3 separate regions of the Sus scrofa genome follow, and all the other regions are linked to region 2. The links are chromatin contacts, called in public HiChIP or PLAC-seq maps. All regions are on one chromosome and are shown on one strand. The core of a region is the stretch at or near the end of the contact, and the rest is flanking DNA. Distances in the headings are between cores, read along the strand shown.

Region 1 (4,335 bases), core at 1,649-4,148, 160 kb before region 2:
TCTGTGAAGATGTGGGTACTATCCCTGGCCTTGCTCAGTGGGTTAAGGATCCAGAGTTGCTGCAAGCTGTGAATCTGTGGCGTAGGTCGCAGATGCAGCTCAGAGCTAATGTGGCTGTAATGTAGGCCAGCAGCTGTAGTGCTGATTCAACCCCTAGCCAGTGAATTTCCATAGGCTGCAGGTGTGGCTTTTTTTTTTTTAAAAAAAACTTCTCCTGGCTATTTTTCCTTTTTGTTTGTTTGTTTTGTTTTTGGCTGTGCCTGTGGCATATGTGGAAGTTCCCGGGCCAGGGATTGAATCTGAGCCACAGTTGCCACTACACCCTCAGATGTGGCAACACTGGCTCCTTTAATCCATTGTGCCAGTCTGGGGATTGAACCCATGCCTCCACAGAGACCTGAACTACTGCAATGGGATTTTTTTTTTTTTTTAATCTTTTGAGGGCTACACCCATGGCATACAGAGGTTCCCAGGCTAGGGGTCAAATTGGAGCTGTAGCCACTGGCCTACACCACAGCCACAGCAACACCAGAGCCAAGTCTCGACTGCAACCTACACCACAACTCACATGGCAAAGCCGGAATCTTTTTTTTTTGCTTTTTAGGGCCACACCTGAGGCATATGGAGGTTCCCAGGCCAGGGGTTGAATTGGAGCTACAGCTGCCAGCCTACACCGTAGCAACAAGATCCTTAACCCATTGAGCAAGGCCAGGGATAGTACCTGAATCCTTATGGATGCTAGTCAGATTTGTTTCTGCTGAGCCACAATGGGAACTCCTGCAATCGGATTCTTAATCCACTGTGCCAGAGTAGAAACTTCTATTTTTCCTTTTGTTATGAAACTTTTTCTCCCCAGAATTCCTGGTAACTCAATCTCTCTGCTCCTGTACTAGCCAAGCTCTACTCTTTTACCCAAAGTGGCTTCTGTGTTGTGGAAGCCAGCCCCACCTGGGAAGACTAAGACCTATTTTCCACAATGGAGGATCCACGTCTTTGCTTGTCCCAGAAGCCTGCTCAGATACCTAATTCCCAGGCTGAAGACCTGATGGTGTCCTCTGCCTCAGGACACCTCAGCAGCCCTTACAGAGGAAGTGAGTCAGGCAGGCAGCTTAGGGCACTTGTGGGCATGGGTGTGGCCATGCCACCCCAGGGCGGTGGGTGGAGGATGGGTCAGAAGAGCAATGATCAAAATCTCCTGGTGCAAGTGAGGCAGAGTGAAAGAGTGTGAGTGAGTGTGAGTGTGTTTGTGTTTGGAAACTGGTACCATCATTCTACTGCTGCCTGAGGCCCAGTTTTGCCTCCTCCTTTGTCTCTGGGGGAGGGGACACCCTGTTATCTTTATTTTTCAGGCCATGACTATTCAGCTTCTGCCCCAAACTTCTGCTCCCCCTGCTATCTTAAAAGAAAGTTAACTGGTCTTCAGTCCTCTGAGGAATCATTTTAAAAGACTGGTGGGACTTTGGGAAAGCCTGGCATCTAGGAAAACTGCCTGAGAAAAAGGGTTTAGAAAGTAAAAGGTTTGAACCAAGTAGGACAGACATGGGGCGGGAGTAGAGAGCTTACTCAAAGTTTAGCCAGGGCCCAAAGAGGAGACACTGGAACCCTGCTGGAAAAGGGAATCTGGGGAAGGCACGTAAGAAAGGTAGAGAGAGGAGTTTCCATTGTGGCACAGTGGTTAACGAATCAACTAGGAATCATGAGGTTGCGGGTTCGATCCCTGCCCTTGCTCAGTGGGTTAAGGATCCGGCGTTGCCGTGAGCTGTGATGTAGGTTGCAGACTCAGCTCGGATCCTGTGTGGCTGTGGTGTAGGCCGGTGGCTACAGCTCCGATTAGACCCCTAGCCTGGGAACCTCCATATGCCATGGGAGTGGCCCTAGAAAAGGCAAAAAAAAAAAAAAAAAAAAAAAAAAAAAAAAGGTAGAGGGAGGAGGTCCTCCTGGGGCTCAGTGGGATCAGTGGCATTTTGGGAGCACTGGCACGCAAGCACAGTGGGCTAAGGATCCAGTGTTGTGACAGCTACAACTGCAGGTTGGATGTGACCTCTGGATATGTTGGATATGCCACAGGGCGGCCAAAAAAGGGGGGAGAAAAGGTAGAGGGAACCGTGGAATTGGGAGATTGAGGGAGGGGCAGTAACAGTAGGGAAGGGGTAGCCGGATATGGTATGCTAATATGATATGCTATTAAAGGAGTTTAGCCTGGGGCAAAGGAATAAAGGGCTAGAGTGGTTGTTGGGAACTGGAAAACCGGGCTAAAGAAGGCTGAAGAGTCCAGGGAATGGACCAACAGGTCTGAATTCCCTAGTGGTAGGTTGGCATGGGCTGGGGCCTCTCACCGCAAAGAGCAAAGGAAATGTTTGGAGGTCAGCTTCTGCCTCCTTCTCCAGAAAGAGCCTTAAGCAAGGGTCTCAAACTGGATTAGTGAGGTCATACATTCTTTCTTAACAGAACTGTCAAAGCCCCTGAACTTGACTAGATAAACTTTGAAACCAGCCACTGTCAGAGGTTCTAATTGTGACAGTATAAAAAGCACCATTTCATTACCGTAAAGAATTCAATTACCTCTACTTAGGGGGCCCTCTCTAAACAAACCCTTAGACACATTTTGGTCACACTCTGTCCTCTGTACGAATCAAGGCCAATTTTGTAGGATAAACATTTTGCATCTTCCTGAAACATTGCTTTTACCAGACTAAGGGAAAAACATTTTACAATATGAATTTAAATACGGATAAACGTGGTCTAGATGGCAAACTCGAACGCATTTTACATTAAAAAGTTGGAGGTTGGCTCCTTCAGAGTCTACTACAGGAGGGTATGTGTACCACTGCGGGTAGGTTTTAAACAGCACTGGGTGGAAACGCTGTGGGTTTTACGGCGGGCTGGGGCGGGGGACGCCCTAGGGGTAGCGGGCTCCGCGCTGGAAGGACAGCGGAATCTCGAGGGCCCGCTGCCTGGGTCGGCCTTGGCGAGGCGCTCGGCCTCGGCGCGCGGCACTTGGAAAGGACTCTCAGGGGCTGCGCCCCCTCCTGCCTCCCAGTAGGGCTGGAGGTGAGAAGTGTGGCAGTCGGTCGCGCAGAGGGAACCGGGGGCTGCAGCCGGGTGCAGGTCGGGGACCGCAGTTGGGGGTGGCCGGGGTGGGGTGGGGCAGGGGCAATACCGCTCTGCGGTCCCCGGTCTGTCCCGCGGTTCCCCAGGGCTACATCTAACCTTTAACGGAGAGACAAGGGGCTGGGAGAGAACCCACACTGCCTGCCCTCATCGGGGGGCTTCTCCCTCGATGCCAGGATGCCAGTGGGCGCGGCTGCAGAACCCGCGCCGCAAGGGCTCGGGTCCCCGGGCCGGGAAGGGGGCGGCGGCAGGCGGCGGGGGCTGGGCGCGGCTGCCCCGCGCGGAGGCCCGGGCCCCTCCGCCCGCCCTTCTCTCCCTTTCCGTCGCCGGGCCGCAGGCCCACGCCCAGTCTCCCGGCTCCTGTGTTGCTCGCGGCCTTTCTTTCCCGGGCTGGCTGGCTGGGCTCGCACTCAGCTCGGCTGGGCTCGGCGGGCGGCGGGCGGAGGAGGAAGGAGGGAGGGAGCGAGCGGGCAGGCGGGCGGGCGGAAGGGGGAGGAGAGGAGCGAGCGGAGCCAGTTCGGAGGGGGCCCGGAGCTCGGACGAGAAGAGAGACGGAGCAGCGGCTCCCGGCCGGGCCAGCTCCGCGACGCCGCCGCCGCCGCCGCCGAGTGAGTCGGGACCCCAGCCCGGGAGCCCGAGGCGCCGCGCGCAGGGGTGGGGCGGGACGAGGCCCGGAAAAGTTGCGAGAACTGGGGGCCGCGCGGACGCGGCTCGGCGGACTGGGCCCGGTGGGGAAGGGAGCGGGCTGAGGAGGGCAGAGGGGCCCGGGGGCACACCCTCGGGCGGCCGGGCGCGGGGCGCCGCCGCGGGCTCGGGGCCTCTGCCCGGCGCGCTCATGGCGGCCGGCCTGGGGAGGGCGGGCCGGAGCGCCTCGCGGGAGCGGCCGGGCCCCCAGCGCCGCCCGAGGGCAGACTGGCCGGGCGCCTGGGCGCGCCGCCCGGAGCCCGGAGGAGCCCTCCTGGGCAACAGGTATGGAACAGGAGGTGGGGCCGCGGGGCCGCTAGCGGACGGCGGAGCCCCTTTGTTGGAAAGTAGAGAAGCCCGGGGATCACTTGCGCGAGAGCCCTCTGCCTGGCAGCCGGCCCGCGCGGCGTGGCCCCTGCCTGGCTCTGACGGCCCCATGGCTAGAGTGGGAGGAGGGCGGAGGGTCTTGCTGTTCTTTCTTACCCGCCTACTGTGCCCAGTCCGGGAGGGAGGTCAGAACGTCCATGTGCTTTACGTGAA
Region 2 (3,854 bases), core at 614-3,113:
GACTCCTAGCCTGTGAACTTCCATCTGGCACAGAGTCCTAAGAAGGCAAAAAAAAAAAAAAAAAAAAAAAAAACGAAAAAAAAACAAGAAAGTTCCTCAGAGAAACTTGAAGTAGCTAACTTTCAGGGTGCATATGGCTAAGGAGATGGTGACTTTAAAACCTGGAGGGCCACTAGGCTTCCTTATTCTGCTTTCATTTCCCCTTTCGACATCATTCAGGAGATGTTTCCCAATCTGTGATAGGCAGCAATCTAGATGTTTTAGTAATGTACTATTACAGATTTCCTCTTAAAAAACCCCAAAAACCTCTCTAGTTAAGCAAATTTGCAACAGCAAGTGTGCCTCATTTCAAAGGAGACCTCTGTGCAAAAATCCAATTTACGCCTTTAGAATGTTGTAGGATGGGTTTTCATTTTATAAAAATTTCATTTTATTAAGTATACACGGGAAGGGAATTCCCATCCTGACTCAGCGGAAACAAATCTGACTAGCATCCATGAGGACACAGGTTCAATCCCTGGCCTCCCTAAGTAGGTTAAGGATAAGGCATTTCTGTGAGCTGTGGTGTAAGTCAAAGATGCAGCTCAGATTCCATGTCGCTGTGGCTGTGGTGTAGGCTGGTAGCTACAGCTCCGATTCAACTCCTAGCCTGGGAACCTCATGCCTCGGGTGTGCCCCTAAAAAGACCAAAAAAGAAAAGGAAGTATACACGGGGATAGACTATGTAATGGCATGTTCCCCTAATGCTTTCCCCCCCCCCATTTTTTATATGTTTTATTGAAGAATGGCTGATTTGCACACCCACAGCATATGGAGGTTCCCAGGCCAGGAGTGGAATCAGAGCTGGTACAATTAGTTTCTTAAAAGTATATAGGCATAGAAGGTGACAAGGTAGTCAAAAAAGGCAAAAAGACAAAAAAAAAAAAAAAGGAGAGAGAGCTCCTAAAAAGACCAAAAAAAAAGAAAAGGAGAAAAAGTATACATGGGGATTGACCATGTAATAGCATGTTCCCCTAATGCTTTTTCTTTTTTTCGTTTTTTAAGTTTTATTGAAGTATGGCTGACTTACGATGCTGCAATAATTATTTTTTTTCTTTCTTTCTTTCTTTCTCTCTTTCTTTCTTTCTTTTTCTTTCTTCTTTCTTTCTTTTTTTTCTTTTTTTGTACTTGAAGTGGATCTTGCAAGGTAGAGAGGCCAAAGAATGGAGACAATGACTGGTCAGTGTGGGGGCCCACGAGACCAGCTTGACTACAGCAGAGGGTGACAGTTTAAAAAAAAGAATCCATTCTCAACTGAGTAAAATGCTTTTTAGGATGGACCAGATTATGGGGAAATGCAAGAGCCAATAAGAAGCATTTGTAGGAAATGACACGATAAAAGTGTGTTTTAAGAGAACAATTTGGGAGTGATATACCGGGTGAGATTACAAGGCAGACCGAATTGAAAAATGTTGGAAAAATTTAAATCATGCCAGTAAATATTTATTGAATGTCTACTCTATCGTTGCATTCTATAGTGTGAAGGATACAAAGATGAGTAAGAGATAATATAACTCCTGTACTTAAGGGGCTAACAGGTAGATTTGTATGATGAAGACATAAATAATTGTAGTATTAAGTCACGTAATAAGAGGGTGATTTTTCTGTTCTCAGAATCTATGAGTCCACCACAAAAGAGCCTCAAGTACTACAGGGGTTCGAAAAGAGATTAAGTTGGGGATAAAAAAAAAAAGTTTTTTTGAAAGAGGTATCTTTTGAGATGGACCATGAAGGAGGCATAAGATTTCAAGAGGCAGAGATAAGGGAAGGAAGTTAAAGACAGTGGGCGGCAAAATGATTCTGCTGGGTAAGTACTACCTTTTTTTTTTTTTTTTTTTTTTTTTGCAAGCAAGCAAAGTCTTTATTACAGGAAAGCAAATAGCTCCCAGGACAGCTGGGAGCAGGGGGAAGAGCCCCTCTCTATTGCTTTATAGGGGTTTTTATCCCTTAAAGACGGCGGGTACCAATGTGGGGTCCAGAAAGATGTGTTTTCTCCCATTGGCCTTGCCCCATGACCTGTATCAGTCCTTCTCCAATAGGGGTCTTACGGGTGGAAATGTCCTATAAGTCTCATGGTTTCTTTGTCCTTATCTTCCTGTAAACTGAGTCATAGGGGGTTAGAGATTAATGTCCATCTGGGCTTAGGTACACTCCCTAGAGTAAACTAGGGGGAAAGCACTACTTTAAAACTGTGTTCAATCCCAGGTTAGCCACCAGTTCTGTCCTCTTGAACAAGTTATATAACCTCTCAGAACTTTAATTTCCCCTCTGTAAAAGTTGGATAATTATTGCATTTACTTTACAGTGTTGTAAAGGTTAAATAATAATATGTGAAGGGTATAGCACATTCACTAGCATGTAATTGGTGCACCTTACAAATCTTAGCTAGGACTCATAATAATAGAGTTAAAAATGCAGAGACTAATAAGCATAAATGTCCTGGAAACATGAAGAAAACTAGCTGCTTCGAGTGTAAGATTCATGTGTGAGGATAGTTGACTTAGTTTTTTTGGACTGCTATAACAAAATACCATAAACTGGGTGGCTTTTAAATAACAGAAATTTACTTCTCATAGTTTTGAAAGCTAGGAAGTCCAAGATCAAGACTCTGGGAAATTCAGTGTCTGGTGAGGCCCTCTTCCTGGTTCATAGATTAGTTGCCTTTTTGCTGTGTCTTCATATGATGAAAGGGCCACGGGAGCTCTCTGGGGCCTCTTTTACAAGAGTCCAGGTCTGGGGCAGGAACTGTTGAACATAAGCCAGCAGTGGCTTGTGGTATCAGAAAGAAAAGCTATGAAAGAGCACTAATGTCATAGCAAACATAGGGGTTCAGGACTCAAAAGCCAATTTGAATGTTTCTACCAACCACAGATGGGACAATATGAGTATCACTAAGGATAAAACTGCATTGAATTGAAGCACATAAAATATGTTTAAATCCATGAATTCATAATGATACGCAAATAACTCAGTGCTTTTGTAATGTATGGACCTTATTTAGATCTCAATTCGAACAAACTGCTTTTTAAAAATGAATAGGCTAGAGAAATGTAAATACATCTTTGATGACATTAAACAATTATTGTTAATTTATTTTAGAGGTAATAATGGTATTGTGGTTATGTTTATTTCAGAGTCTTTATCTCTTAGAGATACACACTAGAATATCTCTATATGAAATAATCCAATGTCTAGTGTTTACCTCAAAATAATCTGGGTAGTGGGAGTGTAAATAAAGCAAGATTGACCAGAGAGTTCCTGTCGTGGAGCAGCGGAAACTAATCTGACTTGGAACCATGAGGTTGCAGGTTTGATTCCTGGATTTGCTCAGTGGGTTAAGGGTCTGGCATTGCCATGAGCTGTGGTGTAGGTCGCAGACACCGCTCGGATCTGGCGTTGCTGTGGCTGTGGCGTAGGCCAGCAGCAATAGCTCCGATTGGACCCCTGGCCTGGGAACCTCCATATGCCATGGGTACGGCCCTAAAAAGACAAAAAAAGATTGACCATATATTGTAATTGTTGAAGCAGGATAATGGTTTCATGAGGGCTCATTTTAATTTTATCTCTATTTTTATACATGTTTAAATTTTTCCGTAATAAAAGTCTTTTTTTTAAAAGCGACATGGCCGCAAACGTGAAATGAATACAGTATTAAACATCATAATGATATAGACTCTCCACAAATTTGTATATTTTTGTGGGAGGGGATATAATAACTTTATTTATAATATATATAGTAATTCAATATCAATATAAATATATCAATTTAAATAAAAACTGACAGAATTTTTCAGGAAACTCGATAAATTGATTTA
Region 3 (4,228 bases), core at 1,174-3,673, 220 kb after region 2:
AGAAAATAAAATATGGTGAAATCTCTAAAAAAGAAATCATTCTCCTTCCTTGCACTACTCACCGTTCCTTGCCCAGGAAGAAATCATGGTAGAAGCCACATTCCGTACTTGGACCTTGGCAGAGGACAGCACCTAGGAATTGTTCAGCTGCTGCCCCCAGGACATGGGTGCTGGAGTGCCAGAATACCTGGGTTCACAAGTAAGAAGTTCATAATTTCATAACCTTCTCCTTTAGCCCCTAGCTCTCTGATCCTCTCCTCAGAGAAGCTGGTGTGAAACCAGCATGAATAACTACCACAATATGGGGAACGTGACCTTGAGGGTAACCAGTAAATATAAAAAGTAAACAACAAACAACCTGACCAGAAAAGAAGGCAGCCAGAAGAAGCAGTGCACAGAAGAGAGTAAGCCCCACTCCTCGGTGCTTCCTGGTTCCAGAGCATAGTGGGAGGCTAGTGTCAGTCTTCATGCCCTCCAAGCTGACATGAACAAGGAAAGGAGGCCAGGTAGTGTGCTCATTTGTGGAAGCCACATTAAAACTAAATATATGCATAACAAGGACCTACTGTATAGCACAGGGAACTCAATATTCTGTAATAACCTATATGGGAAAAGAATCTGAAAAAGAATTGATATTTGTACATGCATAACTGAATCACTCTACTGTATACCTGAAACACAACACTTTAAATCAACCCTGCTCCAGTATAAAACAAAAATTTAAAAAAGAACTCAATATATGCTACAAGATGACAACTTACAATGCTTGTCTCAAGAGTTGGGCTAAATTGGCATATTATCATTCTGTATTCAACATAACACCTCTCCCTTTCACTAACACAAATAATCACTGCTTAACAGACCCAGGCTAACTAAAAACTTTCATCCTAGGTTTCCAGCTTAGCCAGGAGTCAAGACAAGCAATATGGAGTTCCCGTCATGGCTCAGTGGTTAACAAACCCAACTAGTATCCATGAGGACACGGGTTCAATCCTTGGCCTTGCTCAGCGGGTTAAGGATCTGGTTTGCCATGAGCTGTGATGTAGGTCGCAGGTGCAGCTCAGATCCAGTGTTGCTGTGGCTGTGGCGTAGGCTGGCTGCTACAGCTCCGATTTGACCCCTAGCCTGGGAACCACCATATGCCTCCAGCGCAGCCCTAAAAAGACAAAAAAAAAAAAAAAAAAAAAAAATCAAAAAAGATAAGCAGTCCATGGTAGGCCTCCCTCTCAACTGAAAATGGAGAAACTGAGGCAAAAAAAAAAAAATGCTAGAAATTCCCACTTAAACATCTCTTAGCAGCCCCTATATCCCAATAAGGAAGAAACGTACTGCTTTCCCCTCTGCAGAATCGAATGTCAGAAATCTGAGGTCAGAATCTTTTTCCAAGGGCCGTTCCAGATCATAAGGTTCTCCATTCACTACAGCAGCTACTGCAGTATCTGCCAGTTTTGAACTTCAACAGTGGGGGTGAGGATAAAAAAAGACAAGGTTACAAGCTACAGAGGAAGACAGGAACTAATCCTTAGCAACTCTAAACTTGCGAAGGGGAAATGTATTACCAGAACACTGGAATCTTTTCTTTTTTTTTCCCCTCAATGCATAATAGAGAAAGGTCAGAGACCATAAAACTAATGCAGATAAAAAGGAATATGCAGGAAAGGCTATCTTGATGGGGATGGAATAAACATGCAGAGTTCTTTCCCTGCTCAAGTAAACAAAGTACAGAGGTAGGTTTACCCGGTAGGTATAGAAGGCCTGGTACCTGATCTGCTGAGCTAGTTGGTAAGGGGTTGTGTTCCATGCCACAGCATCCACTTTCCTGCCTCCAGGAAGCGATACCTTAATAGCCCGGTGTTCCTTCTGCGCCATGCTTGCTAACTTCTTTACCTGGGCGGTCCATAGCTCCTCAAAAAAGCCAAGCCGCTCTACCAACCAGTGTGGAGGAGTGGGCACAGCTGCCTGGAGGAAAAGATGTTAGGAGGTAACACAGGTCCCAAAATTCCTTATTGAGCTTGGGGGTAGTGGGAAGTGAGAACATTTAAGTGGCCATGATCTTAAATCCCAGTCTTTAAAAAAAGAATGGGAGGTATAAGGCCCTAGGCTGGGAGTGCTACATTCCCCAGACGGCTACCCTAGGAAAAAGATGGCGTACCTAAGGGCTACGGTAGCCGGGTCCCGAACGTAGGGCGGGAGTAGGGGGTGTCAGATGGGGTTGAGAGCCTATACTTTGGGCTTCAGCTGCGCTAGGTCCGATGTGTTTCGGAACTTTTGGGTACCTCACGCACCGTGTGCAGCCCGCAGGCTTGTAACCCTGGGAGCCGAAGTCGCCGCCACCTCCGATACAGCCCCATGTTCCTTCAGACCCGTCACACAGCCTCAAATAAATGATCGCTCCTTCTCTTTTGTCGGATTCTTCATTGGCTGCTGGCCCAACAATACCCATGCCTATTGGTTGTTATAGCTGTCACTCCAGTCTGGCCCCACCTCCAGGAACTCCGAAGCGGTATACCCCACACAGCACAAGCAGCGGTGTGGGTGGTTCCGGGTGACCGGAAGACCTAAGCTGATGCACACAGGGAATTCCAGTACCTGCAGAGTTTCAGACCAAAGTAGCAGTAAGATATGCTGCGGCTTTAAGGACAGAAGCAGGGAAACTTAGAGAGTGGGAGAAAAACGGACCAGAAGGGGTTGTTATTTCCTTTTAACTCTAAGTTTTCTTTTACACAGGCTTCACCGGGATGTGAAGTGAAGGAAACAGGTAAGAGCATAAATCTGGAATGAGACAGACCTGGTATAAATCCTGGATCACTGCGTAATTTGGGGTAAATTAATTCCTTTTAAACTTCAATTTTCTCATCTGTAAAATGAGAATAATAATATCATTCTGGTAGTTCTCATGTGGCTTAACGAGTTAAGGATCCGGCAGTGGCCCGGGTTGGATCCCTGGTCTGGTAACTTCCACATGCCTCCGTGTGCAGCCAAAACAAACAAAACAAACAAACAAAAAACCCTTAACTGTTGAGGTTAATTTTATGTAAATCGTCTAATATACTGCATGGTCCACAGTAATCGGCAACAATAGCAACAATCCATGAGAAAAAATGAATACAACATATAACAGCTTTGAGGCTGGAGCAAAACAAAGACTTTAAGGCTGGAGCAAAACAAAAGCAGAGGGCACTCCTTGGAGTCCCTTCATACTCGGTGCTTAAAGAAGGACCTCTGAGACCTCTTAGACCGTACACATGAGGAATTTAAGATCAGAGAAGGTAAGTGATTTAAGATCAAACAGTAAGCACTGACGCTGGATTCTCAATCCAAGTCTTCTATTCTTCTACCACACCAGACTCTCTCTAGTAAGAATTTTATCCCCAATATAATTCCCCCACCACTTAAGAAAAAAAGTTCCTGACCCTAGAATCTTAGCTCTCTGCTTTCTACACAGGACCTTTGCCTCTCATTCCCATCCAAGCTCTCAACTTCCTTTATCCCTTCTCTCCCCTCTCCCTATATCTAGAACATAAGACTAGATATATTTGATTTGTTTTACACAGTGAAAAATGAAACACAGGAGTTCCTGCTGTGGCACAGCGAGGTAGGAATCCAACTGTAGCCACCTCAGGTGGCTGCAAAGACTCGGGTTCCATCCCCTGCCAGAGCAGTGGATTAAGGATCCGCCATTGCCACTGACGTGGCATAAGTCACAGCTGTGGCTGGGATTCAATCCCTAGCCTGGGAACTTCCATATGCCATGAATGTGGCCATAAATTAAAGGAGAAGGAAAGAAAGAAAGAAAAAGAAAAGAAAAATGACCAGATTTGTAGTAAAGTTTGAGGGAAATGCACTTGGGGACAGCTGTGAGGTTCTTGGTAATTCCCATTAGTCCCCTCACCTGGGGGTGGGGATGGTTGGTTCTCATGTTTCCAATGGTGATGGAATCAAGGATTGTGGAGGAAGAGCTTTCAGAGAAAGATGTTTAATCTAAGTTTCCAGAGGTTCTGTTCTGCGGGAGGCAGCTGTTGATCTTAGTCACAGGCACCACTCTGCATCTTGGCTCCATATTCTGGCATGTTAGACACCCTGAAATACAAAAAGAAATAGACAAGAGTGTGGAGGAGGAAGTTTACCTGTGTGTGTGTGTTTGGGAGAAGGTAGGTAGAATTTTTAAATGGCATTCAGAAAATGTGACAACAGGCAGAACTTTTCCCATGGCTCTGCACCAAAAGGG

What was found. HiChIP or PLAC-seq counts read pairs in DNA pulled down with a chosen protein or histone mark.
Region 1: an H3K27ac HiChIP or PLAC-seq map of alveolar macrophages shows a contact between it and region 2. The contact joins the promoter of CERS2 here to the promoter of CTSS in region 2. A contact is called at or near these places in 1 of 5 promoter capture datasets (fetal skeletal muscle) and 1 of 2 datasets of contacts at active chromatin or transcription factors (alveolar macrophages).
Region 3: an H3K27ac HiChIP or PLAC-seq map of alveolar macrophages shows a contact between it and region 2. The contact joins the promoter of TARS2 here to the promoter of CTSS in region 2. A contact is called at or near these places in 1 of 47 Hi-C or Micro-C datasets (embryonic fibroblasts) and 1 of 2 datasets of contacts at active chromatin or transcription factors (alveolar macrophages).

The regions. Positions count from the first base shown.
Region 1 is chr4:98,247,875-98,252,209 of Sscrofa11.1, forward strand. CERS2 (ceramide synthase 2) reads left to right here and starts at 2,899. Exons shown (of 11, transcript XM_005663490.3): 1 at 2,899-3,051.
Region 2 is chr4:98,413,410-98,417,263 of Sscrofa11.1, forward strand. CTSS (cathepsin S) reads left to right here and starts at 1,864. Exons shown (of 8, transcript XM_021089893.1): 1 at 1,864-3,854.
Region 3 is chr4:98,632,895-98,637,122 of Sscrofa11.1, forward strand. It overlaps TARS2 (threonine--tRNA ligase, mitochondrial), which reads right to left and starts at 2,424. Exons shown (of 18, transcript XM_003355197.4): 1 at 2,286-2,424; 2 at 1,763-1,959; 3 at 1,330-1,453; 4 at 63-187. The coding sequence starts at 2,351. ECM1 (extracellular matrix protein 1) reads right to left here and starts at 187. Exons shown (of 23, transcript XM_021089909.1): 1 at 63-187.